Regions from separate parts of the Pungitius pungitius genome. Here region 1 is linked to region 2. Evidence: chromatin contacts called from public Hi-C data. All regions are on one chromosome and are shown on one strand. The core of a region is the stretch at or near the end of the contact, and the rest is flanking DNA. Distances in the headings are between cores, read along the strand shown.

Evidence for each region. A called contact is a pair of places that touch in the nucleus more often than the background predicts.
Region 1: a Hi-C map of muscle shows a contact between it and region 2, with 8 times the contacts expected there. The contact joins the promoter of eef1e1 here to the promoter of tmem14ca in region 2. A contact is called at or near these places in 2 of 2 Hi-C or Micro-C datasets (both in muscle).

What each region holds. Positions count from the first base shown.
Region 1 is chr19:10,229,244-10,232,002 of fPunPun2.1, reverse strand. It overlaps eef1e1 (eukaryotic translation elongation factor 1 epsilon 1), which reads right to left and starts at 1,378. Exons shown (of 4, transcript XM_037456399.2): 1 at 1,263-1,378; 2 at 365-562. The coding sequence starts at 1,346.
Region 2 is chr19:9,849,795-9,852,910 of fPunPun2.1, reverse strand. It overlaps tmem14ca (transmembrane protein 14Ca), which reads left to right and starts at 1,358. Exons shown (of 5, transcript XM_037456397.2): 1 at 1,358-1,500; 2 at 1,930-2,023; 3 at 2,259-2,360; 4 at 2,512-2,599; 5 at 2,833-3,014. The coding sequence starts at 1,948. The coding sequence ends at 2,890. It overlaps mak (male germ cell-associated kinase), which reads right to left. Exons shown (of 17, transcript XM_037456393.2): 17 at 3,048-3,116.

The DNA.
Region 1 (2,759 bases), core at 129-2,628, 380 kb before region 2:
CACTGAAGGGCCATGCATCAGTCCGTATCCCTGTCGCTTTAACAAGTCATACGCACAGTGGCCCAGCTGGTGGAGGGAGGGAAGGGAGGGAATGTGGGAGAAACTGAGATGAGATGCTGGGGCGCCTCTCAAAGGTAAAGGGAATTATTTAGAATTATTATTTTTCTTCTTCTTCTTTTGCAGTCGTGATGAAACCAAAACACAATCAGAATTAAGACAGCCAAGATGGGAGGTGAAAGCTTCATCCAAGCAGGCTCGGAATCAATCAATGAATCACAAGTACAGATGCATACGAGTGTGCAGAAACGAAAAGGAAGACGGGAGACATTTCAAAGACTTCCACCGCCTCGTCCGCCATCTGTACCTTCAGGACGGTCTTGGCGTCCTCCCTCGTGCAGCCGTCCAGCTTGGTGACCCGGTACTCCAGCCACTGCTGCACCAGCGCCCTGCTTTCTGCAGAGTCTCCCAGCAGCTCGGGGCGCTTGGCCTCTTTCGCCAGGTGACAGGCGACCGTCACCAAGCCTACCAGGGGGGGGGCATTGGCCTTCTGCAGCACAGGCACCTGCAAAGAGACGTAGGAGGATGGTGAGACGGTGATAGAAAGGGGGATTCTCTTCTCTTATTTGATTTAAATGCAGAGACCAGCTGTGCCTGTGTTTGCTTGTGTCACTTTAAAGAACCTTCTTCAGTTCCAAACAGGTCGAAAATGTACCCTTGCTATTTTGTTTGTTTGTCCCCCCCAGAGCCAGTTCAACGATGGATGTGATTGTCCGCGTTCCCCTTGAGAAAAATGATTGAATGAAGTTGATTACTTAGATTAATAAGTAATACATAGGTTTTGACTCTGAGGCTGTCAATACGTTTCCATTCATTGTGCAGTGGAAGCCCACAATGCGAATGCACGCGCATCGGGAATGACGTCGCACTCTGCCTCGCTTTAATTCAACGGACGGGCATGCGCACAGCACGGGACTGCTTCCATTGTGCCGAGGAGTGGAAACGAGACAACTGGCAACGAATGTCGCTGCGTGGATGTGATGCATCGGCCCAGCGGTGAAAAAGATCACTAACTGAAGTGATAACAAAGGGTTGTTATGGTTATGACACGATGATGCCGGCTTATTCAACACACACGACTCGCTCGTTAGCATTATCTAGCTAGCTGCTGTGTCCTCGTTACAGTAGTGGTCGAGCTGCCTAAAAGAATGAAACAGCGTTTTAAAGCCCGAAGAGGATACCACAAAGAAGTATGGTCATGTCACCTTTTTCTCCCCCTGTGTACTGTATTTGTTCGGCTTTTTCAGTCCTAAATATTTCTCCAGCGATGATAGCTCCCGTAGAGCCATGTTCTGACTGTCGAAGGGGCAGTGCAGTGTGCGTATGATACGATTGGGTCAAACTCTCAAGTCCCGCCCACCATGGTTTGAGTGCTAGTTGTGTTAACCAATTAAACACAGCTTGCAAGTCTTTCCCCTACGTTGCGTCAAGCCATTACCAAAATACCATAAAGTCGAATAAAAAAAGTTAATGACAAATAAAACAAAAAAACAAATGAGACAATAAAAAGTAGGTAAACTATATATGAGGGTATTTGAATCATTTACCAACATTAAGAAAATAACTTATGATTTATAAATAATCTATTTTATTGTAAACATTGTATATAAAGGAACATTCTACTTAAGGTCATCTTTACTGATGTTATCTATTAGGCTGATGTGTTCTGTGAGTACGCTTGACAACATACTGAAATAAACTCCAAATACTGATTTCATTTAAATTAATAAACACCCCATCTCAGTATATCGTTATTGGATATGAGCATATCCCAGCATTTCATAAGGGGGCTAAACTGCAAGCCAAACCTACTGGTGTGGGATATAATCTGATCAAAGATGGGTGTTACGCAATGCTCCTCGTCCATAGCATACCCTTTTTTTTTTTTGCAGAACTATCCGTAAGGGTTTGTGGTTTAACAGAATCAGAATGACAGCGGAAGGTCTGGCGTTTCAGTCAGAAGTACAGGAGCAAAGTTTCCCTGTCCTGTCCATCTGTCTCTGCAGCGTGTCCTGGCGGTGACATTGTGTGTGTCCTGTCCGTTTACATTCGCACAGGGCTTCTCTGATTTTCTCATAATGAAATGTCACCTGTCAGTCAAAATTGGGCTTATTAAGTATATACTCTCCAAGTGTGTTCATGTGATAATATTCTAGTGTGTGCGTGTGTTTGATACTGTACAGCGTGGGCAGAGGTGTCACACCACAAGCTTTCTTTGCATCCCCATCAGTCCTCCTTTGTTACAGCTCACCTGAATGACAAGGCTCGAGGTGATGTCAGCCATTGCTGCAATACAAATCAAATTCATATTTCTTCACTGGATGTTATGCAGACAGCAATAAAATATAAAAAGCAGGCCAGGGAGGCAGAGCCTGGGGGGTCTAAACCGCAGAGTACACCTGCGGTTTTCAAACTGCGTCATGTTAAAATATTTCCTACGTAAAAAAGACGATGGGGTAGCCGACAGCAGAATTAATTTAGACATATTCATGGTACTTTTTTTGTTTCTCCATATTTTCCACTTTTGAGGGTAACAGTTTTTTCACCACGAGGAGGGAAAAGATGATTACAATGTCCATATTCCACATCAAGTATTAAAATAAAGTGTTTTGTATGCAAAGCATACACCACGGCACCGATCAGCTTGTAATTAAAAGACGGCGCCTGTGAATATAAAGAATCCTTCTATATAAGTGTCATGA
Region 2 (3,116 bases), core at 109-2,608:
CTCGTTTCATTAAAGCACAAAAACCATGAGCTGTGATGGGTGCGGTTATTACAAAGCGGCCATGTTGTTATTGTTGATGCTGTTTTTGTAGTGGAAGCTGCACGTGTCAGCCTGCTGAGGACGGATCATGTCCCGGTACAGGAGTCCCGGTGTCAGGCGCTTTAGTGTCTATTGAGTGGGAAGGTTTTAGGGCCCATTGCATGGAAACGCTGCATCCCCACTGTGATGAATTGTATTATAGCGCCATCTTGCTTCCGTAGATGAATTTAAAATGATATTGCATTGTAATTGAAACCAAATGAGAATGTGCGCGCAGTGAGCATTCCTACATAGGTGATATACCAAAGCGATGTCGGTGGAACAAAAAGCAGGTGTCAAAAAAACATATGACAGGGCTCAGAATTTAACCAAATGTCCGGTTTATCAGTTAGCTTTGATTTAAATTTAGATTTAAATGTATGCTATTCATTGGGTTCATTGGTCAAACCAGCTTTCGTTCACCTGAAAGCACTTTTCTTTCTTAATGGACCCTAATTCCACTTCTAAGACCTGTTCGTTTTCACAGTAATTACCCATAAGGCTCAAATACTGAACATACATATTCTGATGCTATTGTGTGTGTTTTATCATTTTTCAGACATTTTGCTCTACATATAAAGCAAAACAACTCAGGTCTTGTCAAAGCTTGGAGATGCGGGATATGGCTGAAATATAACTTCATCTAATCCTGTAGTGCCATCTTGTGGCGGTAATAATAAAACAAGGTCCACCCTTGAATTGTAGACCTGTAGTTTATTTTCACTCTTATGTCATAAGATAGCTACCTGTTTTTTTCCATTAGTAGAGCATAAGCATAAACAAAAACATGATGGCATATCAGACAACAGAGGTGTTTATGAGATCCTTACAGCAAATTACTTGCAAACAATAGTCTGTCTGAACAATGCACATCAATGTGGAAACAGATGGGGAGGCTTTGCTCGATGACTCAAATCCCGTCTCATCAGGTGGCAGTGTCAACTCATATTTTAATAAAAAATCCGGATGATAATGTCAAACGTGTTAATAGTTACACACAAAGTATAAGAGAGACAAACATGACAGGACCTGCTGTATGGAGACACGTGAAAGTCATGGTTAAAACGTAACCAAAGGCTATATCCCATCAACTTCAGTGGTTTGGTGAATATCGTTGCAAAGTTTAAATAAAAATATATATCAATTTGCATTGCTTTAAAATTCTCCCTTTTCTGAACTCAACATTTAGTATTCTACCTCTCCAATTGGACTCTAATTGTTGTTGTTAATGTGAAAACCGGAGTCAAGTTCGATGTTTGGCAAGCATAAATGTCCACTAAAGACGATTCTGATTTGCCTCCGAAGCAAGTGGCCTACATGTCCCATCAGGCACCGCGGTGCGTGTTGTGTGCACCAATCATTCGTGCTCGACAGTGAACAGGCTGCCGTCGGTGGTGACAGAGGACAAACTGAAAGAGCAAGGTTGTATGTGGCTTTATTTGCGTTTCACGTTTTCTTTTGTGATAGTATCAGACGTTTTTTAAGCTCACATTGTTCCACATTAAAATAAATGGCGCAGGCAATATATTGTGTGAGCTTGCATGCGATCGATACACGTGCGCATGATAAAACTGTTAAGCAGCTAACGTAGCTGAACCTCACAAGTCCTCAAACGGATAGACAGCCTTGACTTAGACGTCAGGCTTCAATGTAACGATTTCTGGTTCAAAGCAGACCATCGCAGCTGTGTAACAGCGGGGAAAACCTCCTCCACTTAGACCGTGTTTCTGGTGTTCTGTTTTGCGGTAGTGGCCTTAACTTCGTTGCGTAGCAGGAAATCGTCTGAATTAAATAGTGACCGTGAACACTACTAACGTCACGTGTGTTCTCCCCCCTCACTGGCTTGTTAAGACTTTGCAAGTGTCCAACATGTCTACTGATTACGTAGGATATGGATATGCAGCCCTCATCGCTTCCGGGGGAGCCATTGGTTATTTTAAAGCACGTATGTAGAGCACTTTTTTATTTTTCAAATGACAACGATTCTCTGACTTTCTTGACATATCATTGAATCCCTCAAGTTCACAATTAAACTGATCTTTAATTTCTAGTAAGTATAGAATTGGGATTACCACATTCTTCCATAATAAGTGTCTTTTTTGTAGCTACGTTGATGGAATTATGCACGTAAAACCAAAATAGATGACTCTCATGAAACACCTGTGCGTTGCTTCTTTAAGGCAGCACCCCCTCCCTGGCGGCGGGTCTTCTCTTCGGTGGCCTTGCAGGTTTTGGTGCCTACCAGATCTCCAATGACCCCAAAAACATTTGGGTGTCCCTCGGTTGGTATACAGATTGTACTGCATAGTGTGAATGTGCTGTGTGGAGGTGAACTATGTGATGAGCGGATACATTAACAATGATCACTGTGGTCATAATGCGTTCTGTTTTTCTACCTTACACTGACATTATCCACCACACGGTGTCTTCCAGCCACATCTGGAGCTCTGACCGCCGTCATGGGAAAGAGGTTCTATGGATCAAGGAAGTTAATGCCAGCCGGCTTGATAGCGGGGGCAAGGTATCCATTTTCATGCCACTACTGACTATCCTTGTTACACACACTCAAACATATTCAAGTGAAGTGGGTTTCTGGTCAGGATGACCACGTGACTGTTACGTCTATGGAAGCAAATGTACTTGATAAATGTTTATGTGATTGGATCACTAAATTACTCTGACGTCTTCACCTCGCTGAGCTGAAGAAAAAACAAGATGAGAAATGTGACATTTTCTTTTTGTTTCTGGTTCCAGTCTTTTGATGGTGGGAAAGCTCGCTTTGACATTGCTCCAGAAACCGCATGAGTCGTGATGAAGTTGAGACTCTGATGTGTACCTCATCTTCTGATTCGGGAGGTTCCTGTCAGCATTTGTCATTTACTGTTGATGTCATTTTGTAAAGGATCAAATATAGTACCTTGTCTATATAATAGGAATTGTCGTCTTGTCCTTTTTGAGTAAATGCATAATGAAGTTTACATGTATTTATTCATATAAAAGGTTTACAAAATGTTCAATCAATCAATTGCATAACACAA